Linked DNA regions of Gossypium hirsutum: region 1 is linked to region 2. A link is a contact called in public Hi-C data. All regions are on one chromosome and are shown on one strand. The core of a region is the stretch at or near the end of the contact, and the rest is flanking DNA. Distances in the headings are between cores, read along the strand shown. Region 1 holds the start of LOC107913395 (kinesin-like protein KIN-14B). Region 2 holds the start of LOC107913389 (O-fucosyltransferase 39).

What was found. A called contact is a pair of places that touch in the nucleus more often than the background predicts.
Region 1: a contact with region 2 is called in a Hi-C map of leaf, with 1.7 times the contacts expected there. The contact joins the promoter of LOC107913395 here to the promoter of LOC107913389 in region 2. A contact is called at or near these places in 3 of 34 Hi-C or Micro-C datasets (all in leaf).

What each region holds. Positions count from the first base shown.
Region 1 is chrD11:31,986,147-31,991,282 of Gossypium_hirsutum_v2.1, forward strand. It overlaps LOC107913395 (kinesin-like protein KIN-14B), which reads left to right and starts at 1,981. Exons shown (of 24, transcript XM_041104044.1): 1 at 1,981-2,456; 2 at 3,671-3,794; 3 at 4,660-4,746; 4 at 4,851-5,021. The coding sequence starts at 2,226.
Region 2 is chrD11:31,828,463-31,833,414 of Gossypium_hirsutum_v2.1, forward strand. It overlaps LOC107913389 (O-fucosyltransferase 39), which reads right to left and starts at 3,391. Exons shown (of 10, transcript XM_041104041.1): 1 at 2,683-3,391; 2 at 2,085-2,147; 3 at 1,911-1,992; 4 at 1,741-1,811; 5 at 1,523-1,611; 6 at 1,203-1,406; 7 at 703-973; 8 at 113-340; 9 at 1-26. The coding sequence starts at 2,823.

The sequences.
Region 1 (5,136 bases), core at 731-3,230, 160 kb after region 2:
CTTGAAGCCTTTAGGTAGAGGGTCATTAACCTTAAGCACCACCTTTAATCTCATAATCTCGTTTCAGTTGAAATTATCCTTATTAGTTTTGAAATCCACTATTGTAACTTTGAAGAATATCTTCTAATCTTTAGTAATTTTTCCTTGATCCTTTGCTAGATAGGTACCTTGTGGATTTATACCTAGGACTCAAAAGTTGAAAAGTCAATATCTTCTTTGTTATCTCCGTTCTACCACTCTCTAGGATCAAGTGACAATCCATGAAAGACGAAGGAGTAAAGCACAAAAAAATTTTATTATCCCTTTTTTTTTTGAAAATGAATACGAGTATGTTTCATTCGAAATCATGAACCTCAAAAAGACCCTCAAAGAGCCACACATTCTTTAGAATCATCATTGGTCTCGTTCTAACTTCTTTATTCGGAACTACTTTTTTTACTTGATAGAGTTTCCTGACTCAATCATCGATTTTGGCATTTGCCTTTAGATAAATCACGATGAGTTTATTTTTAAGGTTTTTGCTCACAATATCATTCACAACATCCTTGTTATCGTTATCTAGAGCAATGCAAACTAGCAAAATAAGAGAATGGAACGGAAATATGTTGAAAAACTAGAAAGTGACTTATGCTATGTTTGGTTAATTGTTACTAGTGTAATAAGATGAAGAAAAAGTTTACAATTAACCAATAACTAAAACATGTAAAAATATATTACTTTAATCAAACGTGACATTAGAGTTTAAATGGAAAATCAAAAGAGAGGTGATTATAAATAAGAAAGAGATCACCGAGAGAATCAACAACCATAGAAGATTTCACAGAGATGGAAAAAGAGATTTGTAATTCATGTTAAGAAAACTTATGAAAAAGCTACTTGGTATTGCAATGATAGTAAGAAAAGCAATACGTCAGAAACTAAGAAATCATTTATAGAAAAATAAAATGTCTGCATCTACACTCAAAATATGATGATGTTCATCATCATTTCAAAAGATGGTGCCACCCATCCCTTTTTATTATTTTATCACAGCCTTTTTAATTCTTTAATAAGAAACTAATAAATTCTTTGTACCCCAAAAAAAAAAAGAAAAGAAAAGTTGATAAAATCTGATTTCAAATGCATGCTATAAAGAAAATTAGCCTTTCAGTGTTTTTTTTTGGGTAAATAGGAATGTTTGAAAGGGTGAGGCGGGTTTTGCCATATCCAAAAGGAACAAAGCCTGCCAACAAATTAAAAAAAAGAAAATCATAGAAACATGTTTTTGCCAGCTCATCCTGCAAACACACATAATTTTGCTCTCAATAAACTCACCCATGACCCAACCACAAATAACTTATAAAAAGCTTTCAAATTTTGGGATAAAGAACAAACAATTCACAGGCAGTTTTCTTGTGTTGTCCGTAGATCAAATTTATCCGTCTTTCAAAAGTTTTGGATTAACCATACCTAATTCATCATCGTGTGATTTATTTATTTATTTTAAAAAATTCAGGTAATATTTAAATTTGATATATGATAATACTTCTCACAATTGATTTAAGGATATGTTTTTATAAAAAAATAATTTATTTTTGATGGATGATGAATTTATATTATTGGTTTTACTTTTTAAAAAGCTCAATTGTTATTTAATTATTTAACAAGATGGATAACATTAATTGATCCGTTATGTATATTATAGATTTCAAAATAAATATAATAATAAAAATGTGGAAGGGAGGGGGCAGAAATTTGGATTGGACAAAAAATTAAAACCAATACAAAATTGAGTTAAATGTTGATCCAACACATTTATGAACAGATGTTTGGACACGCTGAAGCATAAGAAATCACACGCTCCCTCTCTATTTAAAAGAAAAACAAACAGTCTGTGGTGCGTGAGAGCGATTTCCGAACCATTTCCAAACGCACATTTGATTGCGTCTGAAATTGTCCCACATAATTGTTCCCTTCATAAAGTTTGGAAAATGACTACGTTTTACGCCCAGTCCCACCCGTTTCCCCCATCCCCTCGTTTATAATCCCCAAAGAGGGAAAAATTAAAAATAAAATTGAAAAATTAAAATTAAAATTAAAATTAAAATGAGCCAAACATAGCTCATCGGGAACGCAGCATTTACATTACTGCTACTACTACCACTAGATTTTGAAAAACCCCTGCCTCTTTTTGGATATTATTTTTTTGAGCTTTTATTCATTTTTTCCCCAATTTGTTTGGGGCGATGGGGGAGCAGAAGAGTAGCAACAATAACCGGTGGAACTGGGAGGTGAGTGGCTTCGAGCCACGGCGGACGTCGCCGTCGTCTCCGGAGGACCTACCTAGGGCCAGTGTTGCGCCGTTGATGCGACGGTACTCGATCTCGGCTGCCTCCTCGTTGGCTTCGCCGTTTTCTTCGGAATTTTCTAAGCAGGCTTTGGCTTCTAAGGTGCTCCGATTGAAGGATAAAGTTAAGGTAACGGTGTGAATCGGCTTCGGATTGTCAAAGTTTTCGAGTGATTAGTGTTTTAGCTGGTAACTTGTTCCGATGGAGTTGAAGAAGTCGCTTTAGTCTATCAATGTGATTTTAACTAAGCTCCGTTTTTAGGAATTAACATGCAGTGTTTTTGAGTAGTTTGTTTTAATCTATAAATTTTAACAAATACAACTAGAATATGCTTTTTTAATGTCATTTTCTGGAAGATTAGGTTTGCTGGGAAATTGATCCAAATTCAATGGAGGAGCTCAAAACTGTATAAAATTTTAATGGCAAATTAGAATTTGGATTTGATGAACCACAACTTGGTCATCAGTTTCTGGAATGTGAATTGCTGTTCATGCAGAAAACTCAGTTAGTTGAGAATGTTTAATACTGGTCGCATTCTTGCTACACAAGCTTCGGATCCTTCTTGATGATCCAAATTGTGTTGGTTTCAACTGTTGTAAGATTGTGCATTGTGTCAAATGTCGATTGGGATGCCCCTTTTTATGATATTTGAGTGGACTTTGTTGCCCAGTATTTGGATGAAAAGAAAAGTTTTCCCCTCCTATCCTATATGGCAATTTTATGATAGTTCTGTGGAAAACTTCTAATACTGATAATGAATCTTTGACATAATGCATGTGCTGATCTTGAGGGACAACAACACGAGCCATTACCAAACAGTGGCTTGAGAATAGCAAATGAAATAGCTGGCTGACAATTCAAAAGTCAATTAATCTAATGTTAATATACTCCAAGGTCTGGCTTATTTTTCTTGGGAAGCCATTAAGGGATCTGTGCTCTGGTTTTCGGATGTGATACTTGTCTTTGATTCTATTAATAAATGAGCTTCTATATTATTACCTAAGTTTTGTTGTATCTCCTTGGTCTGAAAAGATAGCATATGGATTAGGTGATTGCTTGGGTTGAAGTTGATTACGAAATTTTGAGTGAATAATTTTGACTCTTGTCATATGCATTCAAGCTTTATGAAAGAACAGTTTTGGAAATCCTTAATTTCTCTGGTATTTTCTGAAGTCTGAAATAATGATTGGTAACATATGATGTCTTTGATGTTAGAAGCTTTTTTGGGGTGGGACTAAAGCAAAAATTGTTTTGGCTCACTATAGTAATTTAGTAAGCATTCTGGGTTTTATCATTGTAGTGTCTTGTGTTTGATGCATTTTTTTATTACATTAATTTGGCAGCTTGCAAAAGAAGACTACTTGGAGTTGCGACAGGAAGTTAATGATCTGCAGGAATATTCAAATGCTAAACTCGATCGACTTACACGTTACCTAGGTGTTCTTGCTGATAAAACTCGTAAACTAGGTAATATATTAAGGTTTAGTGGCAGTTTGTTTGGGTTACGTTCATGAATTCCTTATGCTTCAGCTATTTTAGTGCTTGGTTTGCATGTCTAATGGTATATTCCAAAGATTCTTCTCCGGGGTTTGGTTTATTTGTAATCACCTTGTAATTTTTAGAAGAAACATTGTGCTATTTTTTCCTGTTGCCTATGATTTTGTGCTCATGAGATGAATTTTGAGATAAAAATTTAAAGAAAAAAGTTAAAAGTGCTTTATGTTGACCCCTTGTCCAAAAAGAACAAAGGGGATCCAAAAATGCTTTTAAAAGAAGCACTAAGAAGAAATAAGGAGAGCAAAAGAAATTAGTTGTTTGGTTAAAAACAGTAAAAAGGATAAAGAAAATAAATTCTTTATTTCCTTTATGCATGTTGCAGGAGTTGTGTCACCCTTGTTTTAATGCCTTTTATTGGAAGTTTGCTGCTGAAGCATGGAAATATAACCACTAGGGAAGCTAAAATGTGGTAACGTCATAAATGTTTGGTAATATGGATATGGTAATCAACCAAAGCATTATGAGGGTCTCCTGTTTATCCACAATTTTATGCATTTGATGGTGAATGGTGTGATTTTGTTTTGTTAGGTTTGTCTTCAATTTTTTTTGTTTGATAAGATCATTCAAGAATTTGTATTCTATTTGACAATAAAAGAAAGGTGGGAAAGCAAAGTAAAGAGCATCATATCTTAAAAATATAAATTACTGCAAATTGATAAAATACCTGTATACTCCAAATGGTTACACTATTGCCCCTTCATTTCAAGATTTTGTTGTTGCTGAGTTCTATTACTTCTATTGATGGTTATAAATTGTCTCTAAATATAAATGGCAGATCAATTTGCCCTTGAAAGTGAGGCTAGAATATCTCCGTTGGTCAATGAGAAGAAAAGGTTGTTTAATGACTTATTGACAGCCAAAGGTACTTTCCAACTTTGTACTTTCCAACTAGCATGTATTATTTCTATCTGTTTTTCATGTCATGATGATAGTACTTTTCTTTGAGAAATGAGATTCTTTTTTCAGGAAACATAAAGTTATTTTGTCGGACAAGACCACTTTTTGAAGATGAAGGTCCTTCAGTTGTTGAATTTCCTGATGAGTGTACTATTCGTATAAATACCGGTGATGATACAATTGCCAACCCCAAAAAAGATTTTGAATTTGACAGGGTTTATGGGCCTCATGTTGGACAAGGTTAGTACCGTTTCTTTTATTAATTTAAGAAAGAAGGAATTGACCAGAATTTGTGACTGTCAAAATATCTAATTTACTTTTTTATTGCTGGTAGTGGTTATACATGTTAGTTAAA
Region 2 (4,952 bases), core at 2,141-4,640:
GAAATCCTAGCTTCCCCTCCATATACCTGGAATACAATGAATTCGAAGTTGTGAGGGAAAGTGTAGGGAAGAGAAGTAACGCTGCAAAACCAAAGTTTGTAAGACAATGGACCTTGTGGGAGGCAAGATAAAGACGGGTATTATTGTCGAAACCCAAAGCTGCCAGCAGCAATCCGATTTCTTCAGGAGTCAACGGGCAACGCCCCTGACTTCTCAACTCTTTGTCTGTAAACTGTGAATTGAGAACTCTTCCTTGCCAAATTGTTTGCCGGTACTTGGCCAGAGCCAATTTTTCAGCCTTACCCCCACCGAAATCACAGGCCGAATGGGCAGCCATATCCTGCACGTATCAAAGGTTAGTGAGAAAACCAGTGACTGGCCATAAAATAGAAAGTCATTGGAGAAAACACTAAAATCAAATAGGTCAATCATCTTCCATCCTTAAAGCTTGTTAACTGAACTAATGTATAAAGAGTGTTAAACTGTGTATGTAACCATGTAACTTTGACAACAGATGACCATCTCACATTTTCTACGGATACCGCATGTATAAGTTTTGCAGGCAGATAGTGTACATGGTCGAAATGATCAAACAGATATCTTAACAACAGAGCTCAAGCATATAGAGAAGTAAATGTTTACAGTTCTTATCTTTTAATATGCTCAATGAGGAACTCAATCTACAGTATAAGCTGGTTATACCTTATCAAATCGAAGGTGTAACACAACAAATTTTTGCGGATTTTGTTTGCCATTTTGATCGGTGGTCTCCCTGAGATAGTCAGTGCTACTTGCTTGACTTTGACCTGGAGGATACGTTAGGCGATGGACAAGGGCATCTCCCAGTGCTCTAATGTGCGGAACAAAAACAAGCGCTTTAAAATTGACTTTACATCGTAGTTGCTGGATCTCACTCGGCAGGTTGTCAAAAGACAAACGGTGAGAGAATGGAGAAATTGCAGCAATCCCATTACTGTACCAAAACAGGACATGCTTTTAGATCACACAAATTGGCAAGTGAAAGAAACGGGGATAAAATCACAAAACTGGGCAAACAGGTTAGCTCACATTTCCTAAACTAAAACCATGGCAGGAACTGACATGTTCGAGTGCATGACAGGGTACAAAAACGTCCTTAAGCCCAAAACTTCTAAAATCTACTAAACCGTGTACTAAAACAAAATGTTCATGCTGCTACCAACCTCTGCAGTACGGGAAAGACGTTTTCAAGATACCAGTTTGCAGATGCATGAACAGGTGCTCTTTTTATTCTAGTGCCTCGAATAGCAGTGGCATAATACTCCCTTGTGCTCCACGAGAATTCATCAGGAAGCGCTTTGATGATCGGGATGTCATCCTTCAACACATTCATAAAGTGATCCACATCAAATATATCCATGAATGAGCTGCAGGGAAAGTAATTGCTTCAGAAAAAACGCTTCCTTAGAACCGACACAAAAAACCAGACATTTCCCATTGGAATAAGCAACGGAAAAGGAAAAATTCCTTCCCCATAAAGTACCTTGAATCTTGCCAGACAGGATTTACTTCAAGATGCGGGATCACAAGCGTTGCGTTCAGTATTTTAGCAACTGCAACAGCATCACATATCTACAAAAACAGTAAATGTAACACCTTACCATCTAATTCCTTTCCCAAAACAAACATTTGACTGAAAATATCGGAATGGTTCGCAATTCTCGACTCCTCTAAGCATGTAAAATAGATACGAAAACCTACCCCCATTCTTTGCTGGTTGAGTCCCCCATCAAGAAATACCTGTAGATATCCTTCTGATTTCTGTGGCAATGCTGCCCACCGCAAACTCCAGTTTCAGTGTCTCATAACTCAGCAAATATTAACAATCATGAAGAAACCAAAACTAGAAAATCTCATGGCTAATAACTCACAAGGGGCATTTACAGATCCAAGATATGGTCTCCACCCTTGGTCAGCCAGAGGAGCCCAGAGATCAGATTGCTCCCCAGTAAGCTGAATAGGAACATAGAAATAAATCAGACAAAAAAATTACAAGTCCAGGCACACACAGGGGCAGATGCCGCTTAAGAAACATATCTACTCACACGTTCGCGCTGTAAGGCACTCCTGAGTAAACGTAAATGCCTAGGTTTAGGGACATTCCACTCCTGCAACAAAGGTTAAGTTATGAGCATTTCATTTGTCGTGTTATTCGAATATATGTTCAGTACGGGTATATTTAATTTTACAAGGCCTTTAGAGGATCGCGTCTCATGTTCAAATATATATGGGACACAAGTGCCACCATGTCCGACAGGATATTCCAGGAAAGATAAAAGAGTGAGTTTGAGCAACATACCCTATTAACAATTATTGGTTATAAATTTCGACTTTCCAGTTGAAGTGAATTAACTATATATATTACCACCAAAGAGAATAATGCCATATTTGGCATAATTTTTAATAAAGCAATCGGATTATCAGACACATAGCTACATAAGCTTGCAGTTAGCCACAAACTTCAGTCGGCAAATTAAACTCCAAACCATCCGTACTTTCCATTTTTAGTAAATTGCAAAAAATTTCTCTCAAACAACTCCAAACTTCCCGTTTATCTTTCCATGAAATTTACAGGAACCCAGAACTCATATTTTTTTTCCCTAGAAAATTAAGCAAAGAAAAAATTTTGATATAGAAACATACCGAGAACGTAGAAGGAGAAGCATGGGTGAATGGAGTAAATAAACAAGGAAAAATAAGTGGGAAAATCAACACAAATAACCCACACATTGCTTTTCTTCTAAGAAGCTGATAACAATGCCTCTGGTAATTTAATCTCATCATCACTCTTCCCTTAAAGCTGAGAAACCCAGATCTCCAAATGACCACTTTCCTCAGTTTTTTTTTTCTTTGTTGGCTTTGGTAGGCCTTGATAGCGAAAAGCACTCAAACAAGCAAAGCTTAAAACAAAAATTTAATCAATATAGCCGAAAAGAAGAAACATAGAAGAAGGAAGAAGCAGACTCAAGCACCCAGCCAACACCGCATGCATCACCTTCTCTTCGTTTCTCACATTATGGCCTTACTTAAGGCGCCTGACATAGACACCTGTAAAGCTTTGATTATGAGAAACGGTGTCCTTTATTTCTTAAGGGGGGACCCATAAGGAACATATATACCCCATGGATAAAGTTGGAAACTTGGTGGTCGTGCACGGAAAATCACAGTAAAATATGAATCAGTGGGTAAAAGTTATTTCTTTATTTTTCACAAGTGTTTCGTTAGAGACAAAAATAAGACCGTTGGGTGCGGTGGGGGGATTTGTGAAACTTTTGATTAAAGTAACCACCTTTAAGGGAGAATAGTGATGAGAATGTGATTAGATGAGAGCACCGACGCAGACGCAGACGCTACGCTACCTTCGAAACTATTCAAGTCTTTTTAGGTACTACATTCATGCATATAGAAAATATGGTAGTCATGATCACATTTTTCTGGGGGCCCCATGTTTTTGGATGAATGTGAAAGATTCAACAATAGTATTTTTGTTAATCTAATATGATTTATCGATTTAAATAAAAGAATTTTAAAAATATATAAATTAATAAAAAAATTATATATTTTGACATTTCATTAATTTTTAAATAGTAGTATAAGTTTTTTTTTGGACGGGTCAAGTTTGAACTTGAAATTTTTTTAAAAATCAAACTTTAACTTGATCTAATCTAATCTACAAGTATTTCTATCGTACAAAGACTAAATTTACCTAAAAGAACATAGTATAAGAACACTTTATAAAATTTTACCAAAATATAATCTGTGCATAACTCGTAAATTGAGAATTATTAATTGAAAATTACTGTAATTTTGACTGATACATATAGGTAAAAAAATCCATTAATTTTGTTGATTAATAATTTCATTAAAAAAATGGAAAAATCACCTTCCTTCCTTTATATCTTAGTCTTATTGTCATTCATACCTTGTCAAAATCGGCTCATATTTTCTTCTTTCCTTTTGTCATAAGGATTCGACATTAAGACCACTCATTTAGGTGATTAAAATGATTTATTATTTATTATATTATAAGCATTGATGTTTTCAGAAAAAAAATTAACTTATTTAGAAAAAAAGAAAGAAAGAAAAAGGTAATCACGTGTCAATAGTTGGAGACAAAATATCTACGTTATGTATGTTGTTTTCATATATTATTAGTACAATTTTTCCCACTTTTCGATGATGGGTTAATTTTTTAACTCTAAATTATAGAGTAAATATTTAAAGATTATAGTATTTAGTATTCCTACTTTTACTTTTAAGAAATTAGTCCCTCTATTTTATGAATTTAAAAATTTTAAATCCAATTAAATTATTTTATAAAATTTACTAGTGTAATATTTTGAAATTGAAAAAATATCCACTTACGTAATAACCATGTAACGAAAGAAAAAGCAATAGACTTGAACTTCACAAATGATTTCAAGAGTGTTTACAACTCTTAAAAGTTATATCAACATTTTAATCAATGACATTATTAAAGTTGAGACACTAAATTATATAAAAAAAAGTTGAAGTAAAAAGATTAGATCTTATATTTGGGTGTAGCACATAGACCAGGATTAAAATTTGACCATTGTTATATAATCTTAAATTTGAGGATACTATAGGGACCAAAATTGAAATTTTACCATTCTTTTAAATAATGCAAAAGGAAAAGGGGAAAGAGTTGATCCATTATATATAGGTGAGGATAACATAGGGACTTTACATTTAAAAAAGAAAAGAAGTGACACGTATCAACTAAGTTGAACCTTCTTTTTATATTTATAAATTTAAAAAACTCAACGATAATCCTAAAAATATTTTGAAACTCGGATTGTAGTTTTCCTCTTATATTATTAAAATTGATTAATTATTTAGGGGATTTATTGTGATTGGAGGAGTGGGTTCCAAGATTTTAAGTTAGCTTAAAC